5 separate regions of the Mus musculus genome follow, and all the other regions are linked to region 5. The links are chromatin contacts, called in public HiChIP or PLAC-seq and promoter capture Hi-C maps. All regions are on one chromosome and are shown on one strand. Each heading gives the region's core, a stretch centred on a gene start, on an enhancer-like site or on the middle of the called end of the contact. The rest is flanking DNA. Distances are from core to core; before and after follow the strand shown.

Region 1 (3,227 bases), core at 681-3,180, 3.0 Mb after region 5:
AGGCACACGCCTTTAATATCAGCATTCAGAGGCAGAGGCCAGCCTGGTCTACAGAGTGAGTTTCCAGGACAATCAGTTCTATCTAAAACATAGTGTGTTATCCCACCTAAAAAAAAATAAATAAAGATCCTCAAAACTGGGCATGTGTGTACATCTGGAGACAAGCGGATTAGATAAAAATGATCCTTGGCTTCACAGCCAGTCTGAGACCAGCATGAGATACACGAGAATGTATCTTTATAAAGAATCCGACTGTCAATCACCTTCTCCATCCTTGAGTTCTGTGTGAAATGCCTACTTTAAGGCTCGATTGACCAATTCTCATCTATGTATACCCTATTTAGGGTTCAAATCTTTCCATAAGTAGTCCTGGAACCTTCTTCTCTAAACCTTAAATTCTTATACATACAAATGTATGCGTGTACATACATACATACATATACACACATATGCCCAAGGTTTAAATCAAATGCTTATAAACATCTTAATACCTGGCTTGTAGAAGTATTCAATAAATACTTGTTGAATGAATGACCTGGAGAGATGCAGAACAGGAAAGGCTGGCAGCTGTACAGGAGCCAGCAAAGACACTCTCACCAATGTGATAACACCCAAGTATTTGCTGCGCTCATCCTTTCTGATTAACAAAGAAATAAAACCAGTATTAGAATCATAGCTCTAGAGATCAATAACCTAGAGGACAAATCAAACCGGAAATCAAACCCGTAAAATGGAAAGCTTGTGGTGCCTATCAACTCTGAGTGAACAGAGTGAGACCAGGACCCTCTCCCCTCAGCCTAATGGGATATCAGGATAATGACGAGGCTAGAAAAAGACGTATTAAATGGGCCACAAGTGAAAAAGTTTTCCCTCAGGAAACAGAGAAAAAGCAAAGTCGTATTTACATCTAAATGTGGCGGGAAGGCACGAATGACCTGAATGCACGGAGGAGGAATAAAGCCAGCATAATTTCTCCACACTCCAAGTACTGCCACCTCTCAGTAGGACCCACAGGCCACAGTGGCCATCTGCCACCAGATTAGAGATTAGCAGGCAAGAGCACTCCCCTAAATCACCATCTGTATCTCAAAGAAGCCTGGCTGACAGGGAGGGAAGGGGAGAGAGCAATAAACTCCAGAGCCAATAGATGAAAGTGAGATCAAAGTCATGGCAAATTTCATCCGGAAAAAGCTGCTGCTCCCGGAACCTTTGCCACCTCAAGCTGATGTCAGATATCAATAAAGCACAATATTCTATTAATGAAGGCTTCTTTCCCGGCTAACATGCTAAAAGGGAAAAAAAAGCAAAAGGAATGCTATGCTAACGTCAAGCTGCTCATTCATAGTTAAGGAGCTCACACTCTATAGAGTATCTGCCTGCAAGAGAAGAAACTGTCGTTCTACAAAACTAGAAAAAGGTTGTGTCTCCAGGTGCAGCAGGGTCCATCTATGATGGGCTCAGGTCCAAAAAAAAAAAAAAAATCGGCTTAAGCTTGGGCTGTCTCGAACCAACTTCGACACTTTGTTGTACAAAGCAAACCTGGATCTGAGTCTTCAAACTCATGAAATGGGCGAGTTGGGGCTGAAAATGCGTTCGGACCTAGGAGGACGCATCCACGCAGGGCAGGTCGTAGAGAGATCAGGAACTTAACTTAAAGGCCTGGACACCGGGACTCGGATGGGAAGCAAGAACCGCGCCTTTACTCTTACCTGCCTCCTGCCAGCTTCTCAATCAGCCAGATTAGGCCCAGTCTCCCTGTCCGCCACCCACTGCCTCCCCTTCCAGCTCAGGACCCAGGCCGGGCCGAGCTAAGGCTGACCCACCATGGCCCTCAGCCCACAGCGCTAGCCAGCGGACCGGGACCCGCCGCCCGCCCATCACCACCCAGCTGCGCAGGCGCGAGGCCCGGAGCCCGCAAAGGCACGCCCAGAGATCTGTCCCGGGGCAGCCTGGGAAATGGAGTCAGACCTCGCTCTTACACCCCGTGCGGTCGAAGGCGCCAATTGGTACTCGTGTAACTGCGAGGCCGCTCCTCTAGCTGACCAATGAGAAGTCGTCTTGGTTCTCATCCGGGTTGTGGATGGTGGCAAGCATGGCACCACCGGTGAGGTACTGCATCCCCGGTAAGTGAGCGGTCTCCGCACGCAGTTCCAGGCTGTGTGGCAACCAGCTTCTGGGAGCCCGTGGCTGAGGCAGCTTGTCTTCTGCAGGCGAACGTCTGTGTAACTTGGAGGAAGGCAGCCCCGGCAGCGGCACCTACACCCGGCATGGCTACATCTTTTCGTCGCTGGCTGGCTGCCTGATGAAGACCAGCGAGAATGGCGCGGTAAAGGAAGCGGCTACCCAGCGCGCGTTCCCTCTCCGGGTGCCGTTGAGTTCCGGTCCTTGGGCACAGGCAGAGCGGGCGGACGCGTCTTTGGTGGCTCAGCCGCAGAACGCTTTGGTCTCCCGGCTGTGATCTCTGCGCTGTGCTGAAGCACACCGGCCGCACACCCGTTAGGTTAATCTGACTTAAGTTCTGTGGATGCACACAGAAGGAAGTGGAGGGAAAAGCACGCAAATGTAAGAGTAGCCCAGCCAGCCGAGAGCTTCCTCACGTGGTACATCTCGACTACCCCTCCGCTTTCATGTGTCCCACGTCACTGACATCAATGTAGTAATGCTGGCGATTTCCAGTGTCTTAGTGCACTAAGCTCGCTCTTGTCGCGAAGCCTGTGCAATTCACGTGTCGTCTATCTGGAACACACTCCTGCTCAACCCCTTTATTTAATCGGTTTTTTTAGTTGTTTTTTTTTTTTCCCAGAGAAGCCCTTCTGGACCTTCTGACTAAAAAAAAGTGGGTTTGGTGGCAGAAGGATCGATATGCCCAAGAATCTCCCTCCAGGGCACTTATTTAAATGTTACTCTTGATCACTAGATTCTTGCCCAACTAGACATTTAAGTGGAGCCACGATTGGTGGTACACCAGCGTATCCCCAGCTTCTAACAGGCACAGATAAAAGCAATCGTTGATACATGTAAGACGATAAAAAATAAATAAAAACTAAAACCTTAGACTTGTGGCTCATCAGTACAGAGCTTACGTAGTATGCTGACCCTGGGACCACAGATCCAATCTCCCGAAAAAATAAAAACTCTTTAGGAACTGGCTAGACCTAAACATCTCTCTTTGTGTTGAGCTTATTTGTAAAAACAGATTCCAGTCTGTTGGTTCTGGAGATAAAGTC
Region 2 (2,977 bases), core at 51-2,550, 2.9 Mb after region 5:
TCAAAGCAGACAGGAAACTCCAACTAGAGTTTCCACTTCATTAACAACTGCGCCTGTGGCTCCTCTTACATAAAGGGGTATGTGGTAACAAGGGGGAAGAGACCGGATTCCAACCTCAGTTGCACTTCTAACTCACTGTGTGACTTAGGGGAAGCTGCCCAACCTCTCTGGATCTGTGTTTTTACATAAAAGAGAGGTAGATCTGGAAATTCAGTCCAGTGTTGAAGGTCTTTTTGCGCGCCACAGTTTATCATTTGCATAAGTTCTTTGCAACACCCCCAGAGAAGAGAGTACAAGACAGGGAAATGACCCTCAAACGAAGCGCCAGGACAGGGCTGGTGTACCAAGAAAGTGAGACCGCGCTACTGGAGCTTCGAAGATTGCCAGAGAGCAGATCCCATTCTCATGGCTGAGAGGGATCCCATTCCAAGAGCTGAGAACGCTCCTAACAAACACGAAGGCGACGCTCACCCCGCACCCCACCTTTCCTAGACTCCCAGACAGCCACCGAGGCTCCAAAAAGCCGTGTGGAGAGGTGGGAGGAAATAAAGATTTCTATTTTCCATGGTCCTGCACTGCTTTTTACAAGTCGGATTCCCGCAGACAACGACCTGCAGCCCGATAATGACACAGTGACTCGCTGGAATGAGCGACTGTGTTCGCCTCGATCGCTCCGACTTCTGGGGACGCAGGCTGCCCACGCCGCGCCCCGGCCGGCCGCCGGCCGACCCTGGCCGGGGCTGCCAGATCCGCGGCGCACTCGCTTGGCCCCCTCCGCCAGCCTCGTCGCGGTCTGGAAACATTTCCTGCCCCCGCCCCCATCCCCAGCTTCCCGGTGGGAGCGAGTTGGCCTCCCGGCCGGGTCAGCGCTCGCAGTTACCCCAACTCGCTTCCCAGACAGCCCGCGCCGGGGAGGGCCCCGTCTGGCTCCGAGAAGCCGTGGGGGAACCCAAGCGCCCGGCGCCGAGCGAGGTCGCTCGGGAACCCCAAGGTTCGGGCAAGGCAAGGGCCAACTGGCAGCGCGCCGGGACCCCGCTGCCTTTCCTGGCGTTACCTGCTCGCTTGCGGGGGTGTCCCGGAGCAGCCGGCCTCTCCCGGCGCTGTCTCCCCACGCAGTTGCCCATGCTGGCTTCTCAGCCGGTCCCCCATGCACCAGAGGCGGCGGTCGGCCGGCTGCTCCACGCTGCTGCCCCGAACCGCGGCGTCCCCGGGTCAACGACTCCCGCAGCCCGACATCGAGAGCTCCTGGATCTCCCCTGGGGAGCGCTCTGCCCGACGCCGGCTTCGCCACAAACTTTGCGGGCCAGCGGAGAGGGAGGTGGCCAGGCCAGGGGGGCCCGCGACAGTGCCCGGCCAGAGACCAGCCCGGCTGGAGGGGCGGAGGGAGGGGGCGGACACCGCCGCAGCTACTCCAGGATCACTCCGAGCTCCCAGCTGGGGCCGGCCCCCCGGAGCCTGTCACTCACCTGCCTAACCCCGCCCCGGCCCGGCCCCGCTCCCTTCCTCCCGCTTGGGGTGGCCGCGCCACGGTCGCCAGCCGCCCCAGGTGCGCATGTGACCGACGGCACCGCCCCTCGGGCCGGGTCTGGTTTTCTCATTGGCTTTTCCCAGGATGCGTACCGCCCCTCGGCCCCACCCAGCCAGGTGCCCGCCCTGTCGCCCGTCTCCCGGGGAGAGCGGCCGGGAATTATGCGCCCTCAACCGCCCCGGCTGCGTGCCCGGCAGTCACTTCCCCTCCCGGAGCCGCGCCCCGGCCCAGGCCCCGCCCTCTGGGGAGGGGCCGTTAGGTCCCTGAAGGGACTGCCTGGCCCAGAGCCGGCAGGCACGTGACCTGGAGGTGCCCCGCCCCTGAAGTCTGCGCCCAACTATTGGCCATGGAGGCGCGTGCGCGGAGAGACACATCTCGTAGCCACACCCACTTCCCCCTCCCACAATCTCTGGCTAGCGTCATGGCTGCCGCCACCGGTCTGGAGGAGGCAGTGGCGCCTATGGGCGCCCTGTGTGGCCTCGTGCAAGACTTCGTCATGGGTCAACAGGAGGGGCCCGCTGACCAGGTGGCTGCAGGTATGGCAAACAACGCCGCGAGGCTTCTGCAGGGGCCGGACCGCAGGGAGCGGCCTCAGCACCCGCGCGCGGCGGGAAGGGAGTGAAGGGAGAGGTGATTGTGATTGGTCCTCTGGCCGCTCTGCCCCCGCTGGGAGCGCTACTGCCCTAACAAGTTGGAGAGTCGCTTGCATCTTCCTTAAAGCTTTCTTTACATTCCGCATCTCGCTGTGGTCCATAGAGAATCATTACATTTCTCCGAGAGTAATAGACTTGTGCAAGGCACAGACGAGTCCGGAAGTGGAGCTGGGACTTGGACTCGGGTGTTCTGGTCCAAACCTGGTGCTTGCACCGCAGGACCGCGTTGTTTGCGGAGTGTTAGGTGAGAAGGTCTGGGTTCCAAGGGTTACGCTCCGGCCTCTTGCCTTCCTGGAAGTAGCGTGCGCTCCAGCTGTTTGAGTGGTTGTAATTGGATGGAGGAGGGGAGGAGCCAGTCTGGCTCTAGGTCGGTGGGCGTGTAGATGACTAGTGTCTTTAAAGATTCACTTATGTGTCTTAGTAGGCTTTAAAAAAAAGAATATATATATATATATAGTATGTGAGTACGCTGTCAGACACACCAGGAGAGGACATCGGATCCCATTATAGATGATTGTGAGCCATCATATGGTTGCTGGGAATTAAACTCAGGACCTCTTCAAGAGCAGTCTGTCCTCTTAATTGTTGAGCTATCTCTCCAGCCCCAAATAGGCTTTTTGATAAATTAGATTTATAACTTTTTAATGTCCCATTTTTTTATCCTTCTTCCCAGAGTTCCAATTTCAGGAATCTCTCAGTTCCGAGTTTATCCAGGATTTGAACAAATCCAGGGTGCCTCTTTAGAATTCTTTCTGAATGTTGAATGTTAGGCCTTCAGTGTCGGGTTTAAGAAATA
Region 3 (3,200 bases), core at 15-2,514, 2.2 Mb before region 5:
TACATTAAATAAATAAAGAACCGGGTCTGGTGGTCCATGCCTTTAACTCCAGCACTTGGGAGGCAGAGGAAGGCCTATCTCTGTGAGTTTCAGACAAGACAGGACTCCATAATGAGACCCTGTCTCAAAAATAACTATAATAATAGTAAATAGAAATATGATGGTAGACAATGCTAAAAACAACAACAACAACAACAACAACAGAGAAACAAGAAAAAGTTTGCCAGGCGTGATGACACATGCCTTTAATCCCAGCACTTTGGGAGGCAGAGGCAGGCGGATTTCTGAGTTCGAGGCCAGCCTGGTCTACAAAGTGAGTTCCAGGACAGCCAGAGCTATACAGAGAAACTATGTCTCAAAAAAAAAAAAAAAAAAAGAAAGAAAGAAAGAAAGAAAAAGTTTATTTCTCAAAATACACCAACCAGTTGCCTGTCAAACAACTCTTCAAAGGCTTTCTAAAAAGCTGAATTATTCAATTAAGCTACAGGGAAAATAAAGCATGGTAACAACTTATATTTTAGAAAATAATTTGGCTCTTTGGTGAAAGATACTTAAAAAATTAATAGTTTGCGTTTACTTGGTACTTCAGAGCCATGGGGAACGTGACAAAATAATGGAGAATATTCCTCAGTCTACAGATTGGACAGAAGTGAAAGCCAGTGTAAGGATTTAAACGATGCACATCAGGGAAACCATGAGAACCAAGACGAGGTATAAATGAAGACGCAGGGCAGCCTGGTTGGTTCTGGGATACCTAGGAAGAAAACTTTAGTAGCCGAGTGAGACTGTGAAAGGGACGACGAACGAAAAATGTAAGGTTTGTTCTGTTATGGGTGCATGCTTCGTAGAAACAGTATAGCTCACAAGGTCTACTTCGCTGGGACTCTATAGTTCCCATTATAGACCCGATGAGACCGAGGCACCAAACAGTCTGGCGATCACGTAGAGAAGGCACTTAAGGTACCTGCAGAGGACAGCATGGCTTGCATGAACTGCTAGCTCCGAGGGGATTGAGGGAATAAGACCTCCCATCCCAAGCCAACTGTGCTTAGCACGAAACCCGGAGACCCAGGCCAGGAAGCCGAGGTGACAGGCATGAAGTCTCCTCCCTCCACGCCGAAGCTCCCGTGTCATCAGCCCCAAGGCTCCCACCGCCGCATACCTCACGGAGCGTCTCAACGCAATCGCACGCGCAGAACAGGGAGCCGACAGCTCCACGCGACTCGTCCACGAGCGTAGGTAAGACCAGGGCTACTTCCGTTCTGACGTCGGGTCTGACGCCGGCTGAAACGGGAAGTAGAAGGGCGGGACTTGGCGTTTATAGCCAATCCACGCCGAGGGCCGAGTCGTCGCGGCCTGTCGGTCGCGTGCGGGGAGGGGGCGTCTTCCGGTCGGGCCGAGCTCGTCGCTAGGTTTGTTGAAGGACATCGGCCGCCGAGTTTGGGGTTCGGACGAAGGTGGGTGAGAAAGCGCTCTTGGCTGCTCGGTCCGGTGATTGAGCTTTGTAGGGCCGACTAGAGTCTGGCCGTTTTTCCAGCCCCGGAACAGCGCGAGGTTTTCTTTTTGCGGGGAGACGCTGGGGAATGGGAAAGGCGCTGGAGAAAATGAGGGTCAGGGCCCCATGGCGGATCTAGGAAGCCTCAGCACCGCGAGTGACGAGCGCCCCAGGGCTCGCACGGTTAGCGGAGAGCCTTATGCCCCACTTCCCAGTGTGGATTGGGAGTGAGGCCGGTCGAGAGGGGAGCTCCCCAAGGTCATCCATCCAGTGGATGTTGAGAGAGGACTCTGGATTTTGACCCCATCTCTGGCAGAGTTCGTGTGTCTTGGCCTCTATGGCCATAGCGATTTGTTTCCTCCGAGCTGCGATCGGGAAACCAGGTCTCCTTTACCTGCGCCGTGGCCTTTGTCAAAACCAGAGTAAACGTGGAATGGCCCTGCGGTTCTCCAGGCCTGGGCTCTAAAAACGGATTAGATTTTGTATCCCAGCGGTTCTGAACCTGTGGATCATGATCGCTTTGACAAGCCTCTATCTCCAAAAATATTTATTTACATTACGAGACTCCTAGCCGTAGCAAAATTACAGCTGTGAAGGAGCAACGGAATAATTTTATTGGGGGAGGGGGAAGAGAGGTTTCACCACAACAGAAGGAAGGTCGCAGCATTAGGAAGGTTGAGAGTCACTGCCGTGTTTGATCAGTGCAAGGGTTTCCACAGAGGCTGTTTGCTGCTTGTGGTCCTTTGACTTTCATCTTCCTTATACCTGGTGATGGCACTACTCCAGATAGGTGCCCATAAGACGGGAATAGCTGTATCCAGGAGCCTGTTACAAAGCAAGGGCAGCTGCTCACCCCAAGACTTTAATGAAATGCCCATTTCACATGGAAAGGCTGGTGGTATTTAATAGTAGTTATTGGATTATTTAGAAACAGAAGCAAAACCTGTCAGCTTAGACTTTGTAGCAGGCTGCTGTTCAACAGTAGTACATTTTTTTAAAAAATACTAACTCACAGGCTCACAATTATTAGTCTTTGGTGATTTTTTTCCACTACCAAATGGCTCTAAGCTTGCACATGACTGCAAGGACAGGACATTTTAGTTTTATTTGTTCCTATTGCCAGGTGTGAATGGCTTGTCCCTCTAGTCCCAACACTGTTGGGCAGATCTCTGTAATTTCAAGGCCAGCCTAATCTATGTAGTGAGTACAGGCATCTGGGGCTACAGACTGAGATAAATAAAATAAAATAAAAATTCCATACAGGGCATTGTTAACAATATTAACTGTTAAAAAAGGTCATTGTCCTAAAACAATATGCAGTTTGTTGGAAGGTGCTTTAAGCCTTAATATCACCTTTGCTTGCCATGTGGTGGTGCCACACACATTTACTCCCAGAACGCAAGGCCAGCTTAGGTCTACAGAGTGAATTAATCCTGTCTCTCCATGACAGTGACGGCAAAGACATCACCATCGACACCACTTAGATGGAAATCTAAGCTTCCTTTAAAACCCCAGTTCCCGTACCTTCCCTTTGTTCTGCAGTCAGAATGAGTTGTCTTTGGAATACATCATCCTTCTTGCAGTATTCTATAGAATGAAATTTAAGCATCTCAATATTAACCAATTATGACCAAATCTCCTCCTAACGGTGAAAGGTATCAATCACTTAAAGAGTTGAGAAGGTTGATGAGCTGGCAACGACAAG
Region 4 (3,315 bases), core at 178-2,677, 2.8 Mb before region 5:
TGGTTTGGAGCATCGCAGTAACCTCATAAGAAATTAAACAAAATGAACCGATTCAAGAAGAAAATCTTGGCAGTTAGAAAGGTATGAGCTACATATTAATTCACACTCCAGTAGCCTTAAAACTGGCACTATCAGAATACTCTGGAACAGAACAGATGGGGGTGGGGGATAGAGGACAACACAGATATCCATACTTGTTTTCCTGAACTATTCGAATGGGGTGATGGTGGATTCTCCCTGGGCTGAGGAGCGGCAGGTGAAGTCGGGGGTGATGGTGGATTCTCCCTGGGCTGAGGAGCGGCAGGTGAAGTCGGTGGTGATGGTGGATTCTCCCTGGGCTGAGGAGCGGCAGGTGAAGTCGGTGGTGATGGTGGATTCTCCCTGGTCTGAGGAACGGCAGGTGAAGTCGGTGGTGATGGTGGATTCTCACTGGTCTGAGGAGCGGCAGGTGAAGTCGGTGGTGATGGTGGATTCTCACTGGGCTGAGGAGCATCAGGTGAAGTCGATGCTGAATCTGATGAGTTTTCCATCTTGGAAGTGAACTCCTGATTTCCTTATCAAAAAGAAAAGACGCGAATGATAATCAAATTATCTCAAAACAGACCTCAATTTTTCTGAACAAAATTTTCTTCAGTGAACTAAACACCAAAAATAGTCAGCCATTTCTTCCAATTACATGTAGCTATAATTTATTCTAATTCTTCTCATATTTTCCATTTACCTCTCCACATGGGGAAGTAACCAAGTCCTGTTTCTTTCACGACAAATAAACCAGCTAGTATCTCACTGTCTTTCTTTTTTTCCCTTCAAAACACCCCCAAAAATTTGCGTTTCAGGAAGGGGAACTATAACTAGTCAAGAACTTTAATTTTTGTTATAATTTCGTAAATAAAAGCAATACAGCCTGAATCTTGACTCTTAAAAGCTTTGCGCCTAGAACCAAGAACGAGTCCCGAGGTGTCAGAAAGCAGCATCTGCCCCTTTGGGTTTACTATGGTCAAAGACTCCGCCCTCCTCCCCAGCCCCGTCCATCTTCTCCACAAAGCCCCGCCCACTCTCCCTCCCCCTTTCCCCTCCCTCCTCACCACAGAAAGCCCTCCCCCCGTCCCCGCACCCCACTCAGCTCCCCCTTTCCCCACCCCGTCCCCCCACCACAGAAAGCGCGCTCCCCCCAGCTCCCTTCTCTTCAGCAACCCCGTAGCCCTCCTCCTCCACTCCTCCGCCTCCCTCGCCACAGAAAGCCCTCTATCCCACAGAGCAGGAGGCCGAGCTCCCGCGACGCCGGAGAGAGCTTCTCCGTCAGATACCCAGACACCCGCAGGCCTGCCGCTCAGGCCAACCCCAGGGAGAAAGCTCAGTACCTTCCTCAGCCATGCTCACAGCGGCGACACACCGTACACACAGCCAGCGGAGCGCCCGCAGCCCACTGACCTCGCCCCGGGGGCGGAGCCTCACCGGAGAAGAGACGTACGATTGGCTAGCTTGGCCGGAGCAGGCGGATGTGCTCCGTACAGCTCCGACTGCGCGTGCGCGGCGGGCCGCGGGCCTGGGCCACGGGGCGGAGCGGGGCCTGGCGGGAGGCGGGCGCGGCTCGTGATTGGCAGGGCTGGCCGGCGCGCTCCAGGGCTCGGCTACGCGCGCGCGGCCGCCAGCCGTGGGGTGGCGTCCATGGAAAAAACGATGTTAGGCCCTTGGAGGGGCCTGAGGGGGGCGCGCTTCCGCTCGCCACTGCCTTTGGGAGTTGCGGTGCCAGCTGCCTTCCCGAGCAGCTTCCCTGGTGGGGTTGGGGGCGGGGTGGGTATCGTCAGGGTGGCGCGCCCGAGAGCACCGCCCTCTGGCAGCGCTCGCCCCCTGGCAGGCTCGGCTTTCCCCACCGCAAAGGCTTTTCCTCAGACGTGGCAGGGCCGGAAACCGCGGGGCCCGCTCGGCTCCCTGCTGGCTCGGAGTCTATGTGGGTGTCTCTGCATAAACAGTAGAGGGCATCCCCAGCCTGCCTTGCGGACTCGCCCCCTTATTTTGGTCTGTGCCCACCTCTGCTTGGCTTCACATGTTTTGGTCAAATCTGAGAAAAAAATAACCTAAGGAAGTGTATTATGGCGCAGAACAGGAAGCGGGGCGCGGTCGATCCGACAGGTTCGGACTAGAATTCAGATATTTGAGAACTAAACCCCTTGCTTGATCCTGCCCCCCCCCCCCCGAGGCCCCTTGCTAGACCCTGGCTCGACTCCTGGGGGTGCCCCTTGCTAGACTCTGGGGGGCCCCCGGGAGGCCCCTTGCTAGACCCTGGCTCGACTCCCGGGATGCCCCCTTGCTAGGCTCTGGGGGCCCCCAGGAGGCCCCTTGCTAGACTCTGGGAGGCTGCACGGCCTTCTAGTGTTCAGGATGTTCTGTTGCTATGCAACAGCAAAATGAACTAGCTTGGGTGGAGCCGTGGGTGTAGAGAAGTTGAGCTAACTTGTGAGTCACTGGGAAGTTTGTAATAAGGGACAGCTCTCTTTCCGAATATCTGCTAATAGTGGCTTTAAAGTAACCCGAAAGAACTGATTAGACTCCTAGGCGGTCAGTTAATAAATACAGAACCTAAAGGAACTTAATGAGGTGATTAGATCTGCAGATGTTGCAATTGCCTAGATTAGAGTCCTGGCACCACGGTTTCTTCTTTGGTTTGTTTTTGTTTTGTGCAATGGAGTGTAGTGTGGCCGTGGACCTCAGTTCGATGGCTTGGTAAATGAGAACAATATTCACCTCCTAGAGACAGGGAAATTCAATGATAATGTATGAGAGGCAGCTAGAATCATGCAAAACACCAAAGGAACATTTAGTCAAGCATATTCGTCATTCCCTAATTGACTTAAAGCAATGTCTCACAAGCTTTTATCCCTTACCTTTCCCAAAAGCACGGATTTTTAAAAGAGTGCTATGATAGCTAAAAGTCCACACAACTTAAGCCATAAATACCAGAAAACGTCAAGCCTTCACATGTGACCATTAATAAATTAATGTTCCACTCCTAAATGTTTAAGAAACAGCAAGAACAGAATTCATTACTTGGGGACAGGAGGTTGTTTTGTTTGATGGTTTTTTAAGACAGGGTTCCTCTGTAACTCCCCTGGTTGTTCTGGACCTTGCTTTGTAGCCCAGACTGGTCTGGAATTCACAGAAATCCTCCTGCCTCTGTCTCCCGAGTGCTGAGATTAAGGGGAAGGCAGTAGAATGCATGATTTTTATGGTACAAGTGTTACTCACCAACTCACAGATCAGTCTGTGAAATCATTTCTTCTCATTTTTTCCTTCCTATGAGTTCTCTCATTACAA
Region 5 (2,984 bases), core at 278-2,777:
AAATTAACATCATACCCTTCCCCTAAAGTATTAAATCTAATACTACTCTCCAATACACCTGAATGGAAAAATGACTTTTGGTAAACCATGAAACTATAAACGAACTCTGTAGAGGTAAAATAATTGTTTCCTAAGTTCAAGCACACAGAAATATCCATTACTTATGTATAACTGGTTAAAAAAAATTATGACAGTTTTACAAGCCTTTAATCTGAAAGTGCTGGAACCAAACGTGTTAGAATTCTCAATTTATTGGATTTTGGAGGGGAAATAACTTGAATGTATTATGTGCAGCCCCCAGCAGGATCTGGCGCTGCAACCTGTAGCCAAAATATTACTATTTCTCCAGCAAAGCTTATCAACACTCACACTCAGTACCACCCACAAACCTTATATTAGCTCTGATCAACCTGGCTTGGCTGCCAAGGCGGCTGTGGTAGGAAGCAATGAAAATAGTTGTTTTTCACAGCCTTCTGTCCTTCAGAATTAAGATAAAGGATTGTGAATCTGTGCTACAATATTAAAGCATAAACTTAAAACGTCTGTTACCAATTCTTAAAAAAAAAAAAAAAAAGACAGTACCAAGTTCGTAGATAATTTGAATGTTTTATTGTCAGAGGATGTCATATGATGAAATTCTCCATCATTACATAGCTCCCAGAAAATCCTTACCATATAAAAAAAGAAAGGAAGAAAAAGGAAATAGAAAAAGAAAGGTCTGTTGGTGAGGGAGAAAGTCACTCAAAGAGAAAACAGGCGCATTCCAAAAATGTTTTTAGTATGAATGGTCGTGTACACTGTACTATTAAGTAATTCGTGGGTTTTCCTTATCACATCTTACATAATTAAACTCAAGAAACCACCAGGATCAGAACGATCTAAATAGAGGCTTCGAGAAGGGAGGGCCCCAGGGCAAGCGCTCGAAAAGGAGAAAAACAACCTTCTACCTAAAGCGGGCTCTCCGCAGCCATCTAGGCTGGTGGTCACTAGACCAAAAGCAACACCTCAACTACAGAAAAGGAGACTTCAACTCCCAGAAGCCCCCGCGCGGAGGCGGGGCGAGGGCTTGCAGGCCCCAGAACATCAAGGCCTGAGCTCGCTGAGGATGGCGGGAACTGAAGAGCAGCCGTCCGTAGTCCTCCCCTATACCCGTGCCCCCGCGACCCGGCCCCTTCTCAAGCCCTCTGCACTGTACCTGTCCCCAGGACTCTCTGTTCTTTTTCCCGCTGCAGCAGGGGCGGTACTACCGGGTCTCAGATGGCAGCGCGGGGGCGACGACCCCGGGGCTGGGGATGAGGGGAAACCTGGCCTAGCGGGCATGCAGCGCCTTGTCATGTCGGCGCCGCTGGCGACGGCGGCATGAGCTGTGGCTGGAGAAGCTGGGTGCGTGGTTGCCGTCTTGCTGCTGGGACTCGGGGAGGCTGTCGGTGCAGAGGTGGGCGGCACCCCCTACTCTCTTCATGGCGGTTCTCTCTTCGGAAGTGACTCCGGTGTGAGCGGGAAGGAACCTGAGGACCATCAGGGGGCGGGCCTTTCTTGAGGTGCCGCGTCGCGATTGGCTGACCTGAGGGTCACTCTGGTGGTAGCGCAATAGAAAGCCTCCGCCTGCCGGGAGAGGGCGGGTTTTTTGGAAGGGGGAGGGGAGATTGAAAACTGCCCTCCCCGGGCCCGTCACGTGCGCCTGGGGCGCGCGCCTCCTCGTCGGGGCCGCGGCGGCCTTGGCCGGTGCGTGGGAGTGGGAAAGAAGAGGCAGTGGCGGGTGTTACGACAGCTGGCGACAGCCGCCTGATCGAGGGCTAGGGGTGAGATTTGCAGAAGTAAAACCGAGCCTGCAGCTGTCTGTAGTGAAGATGGCCAACATTTGTGACGATTGTGCTACAGCTGCCCTAATATTTCATAGTCACTTTGGCATCTTAGGCCAAAATGCTGTCACCATTTCCTTTCTGTTCCTTCTCTTATAATGTGATTTGACCGTTCTGTGAGGGATCTTCTATACTGTGATATAGTTGTTCCGTTTTTTTGTTTTGTTTTGTTTTGTTTTGTAAGGGAGGGGGCGGGGGAGCACTCAGTCATTGAATTAGACATTTTTATTCTGTCAAAGCGTTTTGTCTCTAATGGGTTTCCCCATGAAGTCGCAGCACATAGACTTCTTTTCCTTATCAGTAAAGGACTTGTGCTTTGAAGAGGCTGTTAGGTTGGATTTCTTTAAGTTTTTATTTATGTATATGGTGCTCAATTTGCATGTATGCCTGAATGACAATAGAGCATGAGGTTGTGAGCCACCTTAGGGTTGGTGGAATTGAACTCAGGACCTCTGGAAGTAGCAACTAGTACTCTTAACCACTGAGCTATCTCTCCAGCTGGGTTTTTTTGCAGACCGAGGAACTGGTCAGAGTAATTTAAAACTTCACTTCCCATGTGTATAGAATGGGTATAGTTACTCACTTCTCTGGGTAATTTCCCTTGTCCCCCCCACTTCCCCCCCCCCCCCCCACACACACAGGGTTTCTCTGTATAGCCCTGGCTGTCCTGGAACTGACTGTAGACCAGGCTGGCCTTGAACTCAGAAAAATGGCCGGTCTCTGCCTCCCAAATGCTGGGATTAAAGGCGTGGGCCACCACTGCCCATCTTCTCTGGGTAATTTTAAGTAATAAAACCCAGCAATGTAAACAGGTTTAGATTCTCTCGTGTAATTGGTACAAATACAAGATTCTCTTTCCTTTGGGCTTCAGATTTCCTGCAGTACCCGGCCAGTTTTTTTTTTTTTTTTAGGGAAGGCTTGTAATCCTATTGTAATCCTAGTACTTGGGAGACGGAGGTGGAGGGTCAAGAGAGAAGGCCGCGGCTGTGCTGATAGTTCATGGTATAAAGGAACTTGCTTTCATGACCCAGGACCACATGGCAGAAGGAGAGAACTGATTCAGTGCGGTGAGCTATCCTATGACGTCTGTCAGCGTATACACACACGAAATGAATGCAATAA

The links. Promoter capture Hi-C pulls out the DNA fragments that hold promoters and counts their contacts. HiChIP or PLAC-seq counts read pairs in DNA pulled down with a chosen protein or histone mark. Capture Hi-C pulls out chosen DNA fragments and counts their contacts.
Region 1: a contact with region 5 is called in a promoter capture Hi-C map of liver, with 3 times the contacts expected there. The contact joins the promoter of Zdhhc16 here to the promoter of Slf2 in region 5. A contact is called at or near these places in 2 of 39 promoter capture datasets (cranial neural crest and frontonasal cranial neural crest), 1 of 115 datasets of contacts at active chromatin or transcription factors (large pre-B cells) and 2 of 9 other capture datasets (adipose tissue and liver).
Region 2: an H3K27ac HiChIP or PLAC-seq map of large pre-B cells shows a contact between it and region 5, with 5 times the contacts expected there. The contact joins the promoter of Ubtd1 here to the promoter of Slf2 in region 5. A contact is called at or near these places in 1 of 39 promoter capture datasets (cranial neural crest) and 1 of 115 datasets of contacts at active chromatin or transcription factors (large pre-B cells).
Region 3: a contact with region 5 is called in an H3K27ac HiChIP or PLAC-seq map of double positive thymocytes, with 6 times the contacts expected there. The contact joins the promoter of Pdcd11 here to the promoter of Slf2 in region 5. A contact is called at or near these places in 1 of 39 promoter capture datasets (pre-B cells) and 1 of 115 datasets of contacts at active chromatin or transcription factors (double positive thymocytes).
Region 4: a promoter capture Hi-C map of pre-B cells shows a contact between it and region 5, with 3 times the contacts expected there. The contact joins the promoter of Sfr1 here to the promoter of Slf2 in region 5. A contact is called at or near these places in 1 of 39 promoter capture datasets (pre-B cells) and 1 of 484 Hi-C or Micro-C datasets (erythroblasts).

The regions. Positions count from the first base shown.
Region 1 is chr19:41,932,148-41,935,374 of GRCm38.p6, reverse strand. Zdhhc16 (zinc finger, DHHC domain containing 16) reads right to left here and starts at 1,930. Exons shown (of 11, transcript NM_023740.3): 1 at 1,710-1,930; 2 at 492-637. It overlaps Exosc1 (exosome component 1), which reads left to right and starts at 2,061. Exons shown (of 8, transcript NM_025644.4): 1 at 2,061-2,123; 2 at 2,211-2,326. The coding sequence starts at 2,093.
Region 2 is chr19:41,980,086-41,983,062 of GRCm38.p6, reverse strand. It overlaps Ubtd1 (ubiquitin domain containing 1), which reads right to left and starts at 1,300. Exons shown (of 3, transcript NM_145500.3): 1 at 1,055-1,300. The coding sequence starts at 1,124. Mms19 (MMS19 cytosolic iron-sulfur assembly component) reads left to right here and starts at 1,927. Exons shown (of 31, transcript NM_028152.3): 1 at 1,927-2,064. The coding sequence starts at 1,950.
Region 3 is chr19:47,088,830-47,092,029 of GRCm38.p6, reverse strand. It overlaps Pdcd11 (programmed cell death 11), which reads right to left and starts at 1,264. Exons shown (of 36, transcript NM_011053.2): 1 at 1,163-1,264. Atp5md (ATP synthase membrane subunit DAPIT) reads left to right here and starts at 1,383. Exons shown (of 4, transcript NM_023211.5): 1 at 1,383-1,457.
Region 4 is chr19:47,729,868-47,733,182 of GRCm38.p6, reverse strand. It overlaps Sfr1 (SWI5 dependent recombination repair 1), which reads right to left and starts at 1,427. Exons shown (of 4, transcript NM_026377.2): 1 at 1,362-1,427; 2 at 195-553. The coding sequence starts at 1,374.
Region 5 is chr19:44,929,662-44,932,645 of GRCm38.p6, reverse strand. Slf2 (SMC5-SMC6 complex localization factor 2) reads right to left here and starts at 1,527. Exons shown (of 20, transcript NM_001081225.2): 1 at 1,196-1,527. The coding sequence starts at 1,335.